Regions from separate parts of the Mus musculus genome. Here region 2 is linked to region 1. Evidence: chromatin contacts called from public HiChIP or PLAC-seq data. All regions are on one chromosome and are shown on one strand. The core of a region is the stretch at or near the end of the contact, and the rest is flanking DNA. Distances in the headings are between cores, read along the strand shown. Region 1 overlaps Tgfbrap1 (transforming growth factor, beta receptor associated protein 1). Region 2 overlaps Nck2 (non-catalytic region of tyrosine kinase adaptor protein 2).

The links. HiChIP or PLAC-seq counts read pairs in DNA pulled down with a chosen protein or histone mark.
Region 2: a contact with region 1 is called in a FOXA1 HiChIP or PLAC-seq map of pancreatic cancer cells. The contact joins two enhancer-like sites. A contact is called at or near these places in 1 of 115 datasets of contacts at active chromatin or transcription factors (pancreatic cancer cells) and 2 of 9 other capture datasets (adipose tissue and liver).

The regions. Positions count from the first base shown.
Region 1 is chr1:43,066,510-43,073,243 of GRCm38.p6, forward strand. It overlaps Tgfbrap1 (transforming growth factor, beta receptor associated protein 1), which reads right to left. Exons shown (of 12, transcript NM_001357299.1): 3 at 4,952-5,146; 4 at 965-1,119. Among named protein-coding and RNA genes, the nearest start is that of Gm28782, 15 kb to the left of the region's middle. Within about 2 kb of position 4,417, at least 37 of the 459 cell types and tissues checked have an H3K27ac peak or open chromatin away from gene starts, as enhancers often do. A contact at or near this core is called in pancreatic cancer cells, where this site is marked.
Region 2 is chr1:43,450,210-43,456,840 of GRCm38.p6, forward strand. All of the region lies in intron 1 of Nck2 (non-catalytic region of tyrosine kinase adaptor protein 2), which reads left to right. Among named protein-coding and RNA genes, the nearest start is that of Nck2, 7.8 kb to the left of the region's middle. Within about 2 kb of position 4,607, at least 17 of the 459 cell types and tissues checked have an H3K27ac peak or open chromatin away from gene starts, as enhancers often do. A contact at or near this core is called in pancreatic cancer cells, where this site is marked.

The DNA of each region.
Region 1 (6,734 bases), core at 3,167-5,666:
GTACCTCAAGCAGGCCTTGAACTTGAGGTCCCCTTACCTCAGGCTTCCAAGTAACTAGCTTTACAGGTCTAGGCCTCCAGGTTCAGCTAACATGTTTTAGCATTCTCAAATATGTAGTGCCCTTAATGACACATCTGATCAAGTAGGAATTTTAGAAATGTACTTGATCCTGACGACTATGTTTACTATATAAATAATATTTAAAGTTAGCATTTCTCCTGTGCACTTGGCGTTTTCTCCTGGCCAGGTACAGTGATCTGTGCCTGTGGCTCCTGTACTTGGAAGACTGCCGTTCTGTAAGGGAGTGAAGTGGCCGGGCTCCTGAGGTGAGGTGCTTTATCTGCTCTGTGTGCAAAGCACTGCCTACACATGAGAGATAAAAACAAACAAACTGACTTTTTGCAGGCGGAGGTTGGGGGGAGGACGGACGGACAACCTTTTGACGCTGTGACATGGTAACATGAGGTCTAAAATACATTGGATTTATACACATTGGATTTATAATTGTTCATTTATAGCTATCCTGGATGCAAGTGGCCCCTGCTGTCTACAGAGAGGACATGACATGTGTGCAAATTAATTTAACCCCACCTCAACAAATACATACTCTAAAATCAGAGATCTGTTGGGCTAAAATAATCTGCCTGCCGGTTTATAGGAACCATGTTCATAGCTGCTCTGAGTAGGAGCCTGCACAAGGGAGTTGATTTCAAATACAGCCTAGTGTACCAAGTGAGGAACTAACAAGCTGACCTTCCCCAGTCAGCTGCGCAATCTTAGTTGAACTGTTTGGTTGCTCTGTAATTTGCTTCCTAACTTACAGAACATGAGATGTGTTGAAAAACACTACAGGACAGGCACAAAGTGCTGCACTGGCCTTCTGCAGAGTGAGCTCCGGTGCGCGTGGTTAAATCTGAATGCTGGTGCTTACAGGCATGCTGTCTTGTGACCAGTAATTACCAACCTGAAATTTCTCCTTTGGAATGTTCCTCCGGGCTCCTTTTGCCAAGACCAAAGCCTCCTCCACTCTCCGGTTTGCTAACAGATCCTGTATTTGTTTTTCCAGAGGTAATGGAACCAAGATGTAAACTCCTTTACTTGTGGCAACAATCACTCTTCCTGAGGGGAAGAAAAGAACAACATTAACATGGTTGGAAGAGAAAAGCATTGCCTCCTCCGTACACGACTGCTTTCCTCACACTGGGCCCTTATCTGATCTGCTAATCACTCCCACCGGCTTTTCCAATACCATCCCACACAGGATGATGGTATGATGCCTCCCTTGTCTTCCGCCCAGAGTGACAACTGTTGGGAAGGGTGAAGTTTAATGTCACGTTGTGAAAGGATAAAATGTGCTCTTTATGCCCTTTTCTACGTGAAACTGCCCATTGATTTGGAAGCCCATGAGGAGACATATGATGCAGAGTCCAGCGAAGATGCAGAGCCCCATCATGGAACATCATCAAAACCTCACTGAAAATCTTTTCCTTCTTAAGCTGGTTTGCACAAACTAAGATTTAATGCAATGCTTTGGACTGTGAGATAGTATTTCACCTTCCCTTCCATCCATGTGCCACTTCAGTTGATTGATGATTGATAACTTACTGGTTGGTTGGCCTAGCATCCCGCCAGCTGTCCTTGTCCACCACTGTAGCTCTTGTACCCAAGACTTTACAGCAGCAGTTCTCAACCTGTGGGCCGACCCCTTTGGGGGTTGACCAACCCTTTCATGGGGTCACCTAAGACCATTAGAAAATGGATACGCACATCACAATTTATAACAGTAGCAAAATTACAGTTATGAAGTAGCAATGAAAATATGGTGGGGGAGGGTGTCACCATAACCCGAGGAGCTGTGTATTACAGGGTCACGGCCTTACAAAGGTTGAGAACCACTGCTCTATAGAATTCTGTCTGTGAAAGAGTCAGGACTGCAGCCCACATTAGCTCCTTTAACTAAGCTTCAAATTAAACTCTGATCCCTCTCTTAACTCAGCAGTCCCTCTTCACAGGAAGTAGTAACTTTTTTCTTCTGTCTCCTGCATCCCAATTAAAATGGTTTCCCTTTTCTGTCAGTATCTGGCCATTTGCTCGAAGCTACTCTTCTTTTTTTTTTTTTTTAATTAGGTATTTAATTTACATTTCCAATGCTATCCCAAAAGTCCCCCACACGTTCCCCCACCCACTCCCACTTCTTGGCCCTGGCATTCCCCTGTACTGAGGCATATAAAGTTTGCACAACCAATGGGCCTCTTTTTCCGCTGATGGCTGACTATGCCATCTTCTGATACATATGCAGCTAGAGACATGAGCTGGGGGGGGGGGGGCGGGTAAGTACTGGTTAGTTCATATTGTTGTTCCACCTATAGGGTTGCAGATCCCCCCAGCTCCTTGGGAACAACTTTCTCTAGCTCCTCTATTGGGGGCCCTGTGATCCATTCAATAGCTGACTGTGAGCATCCACTTCTGTGTTTGCTAGGCCCCGGCATAGTCTCACAAGAGACAGCTACATCTGGGTCCTTTCGATAAAATCTTGCTAGTGTATGCAATGGTGTCAGCGTTTGGAAGCTGATTATGGAATGGATCCCCGGATATGGCAGTCTCTACATGGTCCATCCTTTCATCTCAGCTCCAAACTTTGTCTCTGTAACTCCTTCCATGGGTGTTTTGTTCCCAATTCTAAGAAGGGGCAAAGTGTCCACACTTTGGTCTTTGTTCTTCTTGAGTTTCATGCGTTTAGCAAATTGTATCTTATATCTTGGGTATTCTAAGTTTCTGGGCTAATATCCACTTATCAGTGAGTACATATTGTGTGAGTTCCTTTGTGATTGTGTTACCTCACTCAGGATGATGCCCACCAGGTCCATCCATTTGCCTAGGAATTTCAGAAATTCACTCTTTTTAATAGCTGAGTAGTACTCCATTGTGTAAATGTACCACATTTTCTGTATTCATTCCTCTGCTGAGGGGCATCTGGGTTCTTTCCAGAAGCTACTCTTCTAAGGAGCCTCTGCTCCCATGTAAGGCAGGCTACACTGGTCTCCCCCATGTCTGTAAGCCTGTGCTAGTTTGAACCACTCAATATTCAAAGTCTTGTAACCTGAGCATGCAGTCAGTCCCCTGTGTCTGCAGCTTCTGAGTCTGTGGGATCAACCCACCGGGAATCAAAAATACCTGGGAAAGAGGTGATTGTATCTGTAGTTGCACATGAGATATGTATGTATGTGTGTGTATGTATATTTATATATGTGTGTGTATATATATATATATTTTGGTCATAGTTGTCCAAACAATAAATAAGGTGACAACTACTTAAATAGTTTGTGCGTGGCCTTAAGTAATTTAGAGATGATTTAAAACCAACAAGAACTTGTGTGTAGGTTCTAGGCTAATACTAAGCCAAGTCATATAAGGGACCAAAACACCCATGAATCTCACTACTCAAGAGAGATAATGCAACTTGTAGATGTGTGTACCAAAGGATGACTCTAATAGTGCTAGTGCTTAACTGGATCTGACCCACATCATTGTGAGTACTACATTTCTTACTAAGGTTGAAACATACATACATACATACATACATACATACATACATACATACATACATACATTATATATACCCAGCATCTCAGTCACTGTTCAAAGAACAAAGGGATCCTTACATGCAAGTATAAGGTATTACTTAGATTTATAAAATACTCAAAGCCATTCTTTGGATAAGTTGGGGACATGAGTATGGGCCAATATGGTGGTAAGAAATGGCCCCCATAGGCTCATAGGGAGCGGCACTATTAGGAGGTGTGGCCTTGTTGGAGGAAGTGTACCACGAGGGGTGGGCTTTGAGGTTTCAGAAGCTCAAGCCAAAGTCTCAGTATCCCCTCCTGCTGCCTGCTGATTCAGATGTAGAACTCTCAGCTCCTTCTGCAGCACTCTATCTGCCTGCATGCTGCCCTGCTTTCTGCCATGACAATAATGGACTGAATCTCTGAAACTATAACCCAGCCTCAGTTACATGTTTTTCTTTATAAAAACTGCTGTGGTCATAGTGTTTCTTTATAGCAATCGAAAGCCTAACCACGGCAGTGGGCTAACAGATGGTGCTAAAGAATGAACATTAACATTCTCAGCTATGAATGTTCTTAGGAGATTTGTGTTGACGCAGGTTAATATTCAGTGATGCAATACCCAGAATTTACTTACAAACAGTGCAGATGCTGCAAACACACCCAAGCTTTCTATCTGGGCTAAGGGAATGTGTGGTCCATTCTGCCCCTCAGTCAATTTCTCTGAACGTTTGAAAATGTTCAGAATGGAAAGGAGAGGAAGTGAAGTTTGTGTGCATTACACTTAGGCCGCTTGCCAACTGTGCCTAACCACAGGGCAGCCTCACTCAATGCCTCCACCTTCCACATACACTGAGGCCCCGCCTTTGCGACCTCTTGTTCAGACACACCCTTTTCTCTGCTAGAAGGTTCTGCATACACTTGCCTGGCTGATTCCTTCCATTCTTAAATGGCGCCCCCAGGAAGCCCTCCCTGATATGTCTGTCCAGCCAAGTCCTAAATCACTGTGGTTCTTTACTGAAAAGCCTATTACACCCTTAACCTTGCTGTCCCTGAAGCACAGACACTGCACTGCACTCATTACTTTCCTTCTTCAAAGATCTATTTGTGTGTGAGTGTTTTGTGTGCTTGAACATGCATTTGTGTGTGTGTGTGTGAGGGGAACATACACAGGTGTACATATACAGCTCTGAGCAGCCTGGGACTGGGAAGTAACCTGGGTCCTCTGCAAGAGCACTTAGCCACTAAGCCGTTTCTCCAGCTCTGTTACTAATGTATCTCCTCTAAGCATAAGGCCCAGCTCCTAATGGGTCCCCAATGACATTTACTGTAGAAAGATCACAGGAGGTTTGCAATGAAAACGTTAAGATTCCTATTTCAACAGGTACCTTCAAAGTCCTGCAGGATGTGCCCCTCCTTAAAGGGCAGGGTCTGTTTCTGCTGCTGATCCAACATGCTGTGAACTGTGATGAATTCGTCATCGAGCGCTATGACATAGGGGAAGCAAACAGCTGCCCCAATCACATTTTCTGACCAGTGCACAGGGGCACGCTGGGAAATCCCGGCCACGGTGGCAAACATGCCTAGAAAATAAAAGGAGGTGTCTTCTATTAACTATGAGGTATTCTTTGCCATAGAGATGGCTGGGTGAAAAGTAACTCTCCTTCTGTTCTCCAACAGGCTTTTTTTTAGATTTTTGTATTTATTTATTTCATGTATGTGAGTACACTGTCGCTGTCCTCAGACACACCGGAAGAGGGCATCGGATCCCCATTCCAGATGGTTGTGAGCCACCATGTGGTTGCTGGGATTTGAACTCAGGACCTCTGGAAGAGCAGTCAGTGCTCTTCCCCGCTGAGCCGTCTCTCCAGCCCCAGGCTTGCATTTTTAAAACAATAACAGAATATGTTCAGTGTAAAGAATCATATATGACTGTATCGCCGTGACGAGAACTACCTTACTCAGAGTGCAAATCATGTGTGCTTCCAACTACAAACGATACTTTAAACTGTTTCCACTGAGCTTACATGCTCATTTGCAAATGACATGTTCCCCACATGGAAGCTACTTAGGAAGCCTGGCACGTTTTCGTCCATGTCCACCACCCCTCCATCTAGGCTTCAGCTCTTTCCTTTTCACACATTTGGTCAACTTATTCACTGAGCACCTGCCATGTGCCAGACACTCCACTATGAGAGGCTGGCTGTGCTTCGAGTTGAGGTCTGAGCGCTGATTATTGGTGTCACCCCTTGCTTTATCACTGAGAGCGTGCATGAGCTATAAGAATACACATCACCTAACACAGAAAACTGGATTCGTGATTCAAGACAGACTGCCGTGAAGCATCTGTCCATAATAAGCTTGTGGCAGTTACGTACACTGGAAGGCAACTGCTATTGGGGAACACTGAGATGAATATTTTGACGCAGAGGTGTCAATCCATTTTAACTTTAACTTTTGAAAGCACCACACTGTTGCTTCCAAATGTTTAGACAACACTGAAGAAACAAAAGCATCAATGGCTCTTGTTATAACACAGGGTGGAAGGGTAGGTGGGTGAGGGGCCAAGAGCCCCACTGCTTTGGGTCTTTGCTGGGAAGCATGAAGCAGGATGATGCCATTTGCCTCATGAACCAGGAAGCAAACCCACTTAAATGGGGATGGAGGAACCTAACCTTTGTCAAGACTGACCCTAGGGCTTCTCTCCAGATTCCACCTGCCTAGAACAGAAGTTTTCAACTCGTGGGTTGCAACCCCTTTATGGGGTGCTAAATGGCCATTAGGGTGGGCCAAAGACCACTGGAAAACAGATATTTACACTATGATTCATAAAAGTAGCAAACTTACAGGTATAAAGTAGCAACAAAATAATTTTATGGTTGGGAGTCACCACAACACGAGAGCTATATTAAGGGTCACAGCATTAGGAAGGCTGAGAACCACTGTGCTAGGCTGAGATCCACCATTCTCCAGTGGCCACCATAGAGACTAAGACTGCAACACAGGGACCCTTTTGGGGACAGACAGGCATCCTGATCATAGCAAATAGTAACATCAAGTATACAAAATAGCGTCAAAAAACACTGAGGCAGTGAAACCCAGCTATGAATGAAGGCACTGCACTGACCTTCTCAAGAGAATCACAGAGTGCAGAGCCTCCGGCTAATGGTT
Region 2 (6,631 bases), core at 3,357-5,856, 380 kb after region 1:
GTTGATGTAGGCCATTCTGACCACACTGAGATGAAGTCTCAAAGTTGTTTACATTTAAATTTCACTGATATTTAAGGATGATTAACACTTTTTGAGAAAGCATTCCCAAAATGAAGGCTTTCTGAGCACCAACACGATATGATGCCATAAATGGCATATTCCACCCCTTACCTTGTGACAAATTGTCCAAATTCAAGTGGACTAGAAATACTGAGATTACACTCAGGAATATACTATATATGAAATGTGAATTTTTTTTGACTTGAGTATTATTTCCTTTAAGTGTGACAAATGCAGGGTAGATCGGGGTGGTAGTAAATAACAAATATATCAGCAGGATAAGCAAATACTTTGCCCAGGAGTTCCAGTCAAGGGTGACACATATGTGCGGCACATACCTCAAAGGCTGACACATTTCTGGCCCCAAACCTGTTGGATGAGGAACATGCAACCTGGACTGCAATTTCTTCATTTAAGACGGTTTTGGAAAATAGATACATTGGCTAGCCAGTTGTTAAAGAAAGACCCAAACTGCCAGATGACAAGATAGGAATAAGATGTCAGTGTAATTTTGTAGTTTACAAAGTACTTTTTGCTTATTCATGTTTAGTGTTCTGCATAGAATGACATTTGGGTCTGACATCTGTGTGAGAAAAATGCCAGGGGTCATGAGCTTAGGTTGAAGGCTTGTTACTCAGTGCCCTGTCACCTCTCAGAAGGCAGCAAGCAGGTGAGGGTTACTGAGTCCCAGAGCTTTGTCATAGCCCTTGGGTGTTGTCTTACTTATAGTTTCTGTGACGAAACACTATGACCACAAACAATTGGGGAGGGAAGGGCTTATTTGTTTACTTACTTATTTCTGGAGGCAGGAGCTGAGTCAGAGAGCACAGAGGCTTGCTTCTGCTGGCTTGCTCAGCCTGCTTTCTTCTAGAACCCAGGGTCACCATCCCAGGGTGGCCCCACCCACAATGGACTGGGCTCTCCCACAGATGTGGGCTGGCTGTGTTCCCACAGATGTGTACTGTGCTGTGTTTCAGGTATGTGCAGATATGGTTGGGGGCAGTTTACCTGTGGAGCCCTTGGAAGAGCCATTTGTGTAGGAGTTGCCTGGAAGGTCCCCTGGTGTCCAGGGTATTCATCCCTGATTAGTGTGTTTTGGTCTGCTTGGTCTTCTGTAGTGGAATACTGCACTAGGTGGCTGAAACAGCAGAGTGAACTTTCTCAGCATCCTGGAAGCAGGAAGACCAAGGTTATGTTGTCTTATGTTGTCTGTCTTCCTGTTGGCCCTCTTGTCTTTAACTGGCAGCTTTGTTTTGGTTGTTTTATTTACTGCAGGTGTATAGAGTAAGGGGCCCTCTGCTGGGCCCTCATCTTCTTAGGAAGGAAGCAGTTCTATTAGATAAGGTTCCCATTCTTACTACCACCTTTAGCTGTCACCTGCCCCCACTTAAATTTTCTTTTAAAAGAAATATGTTTGTGAACGTGTGTGTGTCTGTGTGTCTGTATGTAGCTGTATGCATGTGAGTGCTGGTGCCTGCAGAGGCCAGAGAGTGTGTTAGATGCCCTGAAGCTGCAGTTAGTAAGTTCTGAGCTGCCTGACATAGGTTCTAAGAACCAAATTTGGCCTCTGTAAGAACAGTCTGAGCTTTTAACCAGTAAAGCATCTCTCCAGCCCCAATAGGAGAATATTGCTTATTTTGGAGACGGAGGACTCTTCTCTCTCTCTCTCTCTCTCTCTCTTTTTTTTTTTAGATTTATTTATTTATTATATGTAAGTACACTGTAGCTGTCTTCAGACACTCCAGAAGAGGGCATCAGATCTTGTTACAGATGGTTGTGAGCCACCATGTGGTTGCTGGGATTTGAACTCCGGACTTTCGGAAGAGCAGTCGGGTGCTCTTACCCACTGAGCCATCTCACCAGCCCCCGACGGAGGACTCACTATGTGTGAATCTCTGGCTAGCCTGAAGCTCACTGTGTAGACCGTATGGCCTCAAACTCAAAAGATATCTGCCTGCTGAGATTAAAGATGTGCACCACCATGCCCAGCTTCAACTATCTTCTTTAATGTTGTATCTGGATACATTTGGTGTTCAACATCTGGTTTTGACCAATTGCCAAACTTTTATCTTTACTAAATATATACAGTTTTTTTTAAAAAAATGTATTTCTTAGTATAGTTTCCATACCATTAGTGCTGTTGGATGTATACATAATCTTGAATGTATGGGATGAAGATCATAGGTGATACACAAAGATTGTGTAAGGTTACAGAAGTGCTGTGAACATCTGAAGATTTGGGAACTTCAGTGGTTCTGGAACCATGATGGGGGATGGTATCATTGTGTCATTATTTGGGGGTTAGAGCCTCAGTGTGTGAACCTGGGGCTACAATTCCATCTGTCACAGTGTAACTGTCTTCTCAAATGGCTAGTCTTAGGACATACAGTTGCTTTCACCACCCAGGTCTGGGATCTGTTTATTTTTCTCCGAGGACAACTGCCAGGGATGGTTTCAGAATAGCTAGAAGTAAAAAGAGACTGTCAACTCCTCATGGAGTCTTGCCCTCAAATCCCACAGCTGGTAAGAAGCACTGGCACTTTGCTTTGAGGCTTTAAGCAGAGTGATTAGAGACAAAAAGGCTTGATTTGAAGCAGTTCACTGTGAGTTCTTGCCTTCACCATGTGGTTTGGCTGTGGCCGCTCACTGTGGTTTGTTCCTGGTTTTTCACTATGAGGACTCTCATAAATACAGCGGAGAACATGGTGGGTTTTGCATGAGAAGAGACGCCTTTGCTGACCCCTCGTGAGAGTAAAAGTATAGGGCAGGGTCTGCTACCTCTGACAGGACTGTGGTCTGCAAGCCTGTGAGTGCTCTTCCTGGACTGTGCACGGTGTTATTTGGTGAAACACATCTTGTGCTCTGTGTGTCTTTATGACCAAGGATAGTCTACTGTTACAGGTGACCACATTGGAGAGTGGGGCTAACCTGTAACCATTCTCCATCCATATAGATTGGTTTGTTCATGGTTCTTTTGTTGCTTCATTATTTTGGTGTTGTTCATTTGTCTATCCTTTCATTCATTCATTGATATGAACTAGTCATCTTTCCTAATTATTTCTAAATGTCCAGTGTCTCAAACTATATCATCTTCTGGCCTTGCTCTCTGGCTACTATCCTCTTCACCCATCTTCCAATTCATCCTTGAAATTCCCTCTTGTGTCACCAATCTGGTTATCAGCCCTATTGATTCCTCCTCCAAAAGATTGCTTTCACTGGCTGCTCTATTCTTTTTTTTCCTTTGACTTTGACATCAGAACAGCTTCTGACAACTCTTGCCATCTGTTTTCTCTCATTCTTTGGGCCCTAACACTCAGTTGAGGCCACTTTTTGCACTTGGTGAGTCTCCACTGCCCCAGGATCCATCTCCCAAGATGTTCCAAGTCCCTGGTGTTACAGATGTGAACGTACATACTCAATTGTTGTCTTTGTTCTCCAAAACCCACTCTCCCCTAAGCTACTGCCATCTGGAATCACATACCCACAGCGGTTTGCTAACTCTGGTCAGGAACTTCTCTTAGACACTCCTGCCCATTGGGGCTGCTCAGGGCTTCTCTTAGACACTCCTGCCCATTGGGGCTGCTCAGGGCTGGCCCTAGACTGCTGGGCTGCTGTGTACCTGTGGTTTTGCATAGAGTGCAGCAGGATCCTGCCTCTACTTTATGGGAAGAGAGAAGATTGTCTGCAGAAGCCATTGTTTGTTGGGCAGCGCTGTCCCATTGAAATGCCATGTGAGTCACTCACCCATGTGAATGCCAGCCCCAGATGTAACTTTAAATGTTCTCAGGGCCGCATTAAAAGTGTAAAAAGAAACAAGTGCTACTGTCACGCTTTTCTTTACCCAGTATAGTGAGTTTGATTTATGTATATAGTCATTACAAACATAATTAATGTGTGACTAGACTGTTTATTTATTTATTTTTTTATTTAATGAAGTCTTCAGAATCCAGCATACAAGGTATATTTAACAGCACATATCCTTCTTAGTGCATTACAAACCTTTTAGAAATGTGCTTTTATTGTAGAGATTTAAATTACCAACATAAATAAGTTTTTACATATTTTTGATCAGTGCTAAATACTTAATCTATATGTAGACATAGAAACTAAAATCATGTTTTTGAGTGGTCTCTCACACTTATACACATGCACCCCCCCTCTACGCAAGACCAGACATTGTAATTATTGTTCTAAGCACATTACAGACAGTAACTCATTGAATTCTCGCAAGACCTGAACACGGCACTTTCTGCCTTTATTCTGGAATCCAAGGGGATTGGATTGGCTGGCTGAGATCACAGCCACCCAGTGGCTGGTCTGGAACTTCTGTTCTGACCATCTCACCCTCTAAGCCAGGCCACTATACCTTTGTTAAGATATGTCCAAAATGCATAAAATGGAACATAAACGTTCATGATAGTTAAGATTTGAGAAATGATGAAAGGCAAAAAAAAAAAAAAAAATCAATGATAGGGAGTGGAGCTTGGATGCTTGGATGTAGATTCATTCTGGAAACTACTTATCAGCTCCTTTGTGAAGGAGGCTCTGGAGTTGGGAAGGACTGAATGACTAAGACTGCTTCAGTGGCCTTGGAGAGGCAGCTCTGAAGGGTTACACTGTTCTTCGGACGACTCCCCTGCGCCCATCTGACATGTGGGAATGTCTTGAGGATTTCCAGGTTGGCTTTGGCCTCTTCTAGTGGTAGAAGGCAGGGTTGCCTCTTAGTCTGCATCCTTGGAAGCAGCTGCTCAGACTCCCTTTGGGAACTATGGCACGGGAGCGTGTGCTCCAGACCTTTGCAGACTCGGCCTCTGGTGTTTGGAGGTTACTCGAGTCTTGGTAAGCCTTTTGCACGAGCATTGAAAGTGCCTGGAAATGATACAGTCTGCCCATGTCTATCGATTTTCCTTCAAGGATATACCTCCGCTTCAGAGTGTATGAACTTTGGCTGAGGATTTAAGGATGTCTGTAAGTCAACAAATATTTTAATTATATCACTTAGGAGCCTGCCTGCAGAAGCATGCTTGCTGTCTTTCCTTTCTTCCTTCTGTCTGCTGTGTCCATTTTATGGCTAATCAGTTTACAAGCTTGTATCAAGCCTGGGTGTGTGAGGAGGGCCAGTCAGAACTGATAATAAATTGTTCTTATTATTGGGTGTGATGGAAGCCAGCTTGATGTTGACATAAAAACCACAAGCTACGTTAGTATTTTTTTTTTTTTCTAAGCAAGAAATAAAAGGATTCAGAGTTATGCTGGAAAGTTTCATCAGTGAATTTAAAGAAACAAACTTAGCAGAATATAGCAAGATAGATAATAAATTGAGTCTTTCTGCCTATTCTTTCCCCCTTTCTGTGCTTTGGGGATTTCCCTTCATTTCTTCACTCTTGTGTGGTCCTGTGTTCAACCACTGGGCTTTTCTATGTGCTATGTTCACCTGGGCGCACACACTACCCTTTATGTCCTTGTTCACAGTCTCCCTAGGATCTGTTTTGCTTGGCTTTATAGATTGACTCTTATCCCTTCTGATCAGTCCTCGGCTTTGCCTGGGCAGAACTAAAGCGTGTTTGATGAACTGCCTGTGGGTCAAGAGTCTTGGTGTTCTTTTCAGACTTGATTGTGCCTTGTACCTGATACACTCAGTCATCCAAAGAAAAGCTAATTCTGTCTACAGTGGAACTGGATTCTCTCTTCACGACTGTGTCTAATGGGTCAGGGGTCCGTGCCTGAGGGAGAAAATATGTTTTAACATCCCGCATATTAGTGCATGCATGGCTTCCTCTTCATTTTGGGATCTGATTTGCTATCAGATTTGGATTGGGAAATAGAGACAGTTCATTTTTGCAAATTCAAATCGCTTTTTTTCAAGGTTAGTGTTTTGAAAAACTTGATGGACGCTTGAACATCCTTTACCTATGTCTATAAAACTCATTGATTTTTCAGCTGAGCAACTTTCCTGTGCTGACATTTGGTAATATCTAGAGACACTTGTCATGCTTAGAGGTGCTGCAATGGATGGTTGATACAGGCTGGCTGTTGCAATCCTGTAATACATAAGCCTATCCCCACAGCCAAGTGTTAACTAGCTCAGAATACCCCGAGTTAATCGGCCTTGGCCGGAGTGAATGCAATTTTCTCCACATAAGTGTTAGTGAAGTTGCTTTTAGGAGACCAATTTCATTCCTCCATTTTCATTAACATAGTGAAAGTTATACGTGTTTAGAACGCCTGAATACCACTTGTACATCTATGTCCTTAAATATGTAAAGGAGACACTTCTATGTACTTGACTCTTTGTGTGTGTGTGTAAAATAATGCCAAAGTTTGTCAGTCTGCTTATCCGTGTCCAGTCATCATACCTGTACCACATACCTAGGAAGAGCCCATTGTTGCATTGTGACACCTATCTGAGCTGTGAATAAAGTCCATTGCTCTCAGAAAAGCCCACTGATGTGGGGTAATAGGGGACCCTTTATCAGTTGCGTGAGCAATGGCTGATCAAAAGACATCAGTTTTCTTAGAAACTTTACACGGATGATTATCCAGAGAGATGTATTTTGTTATTACCAAAGTT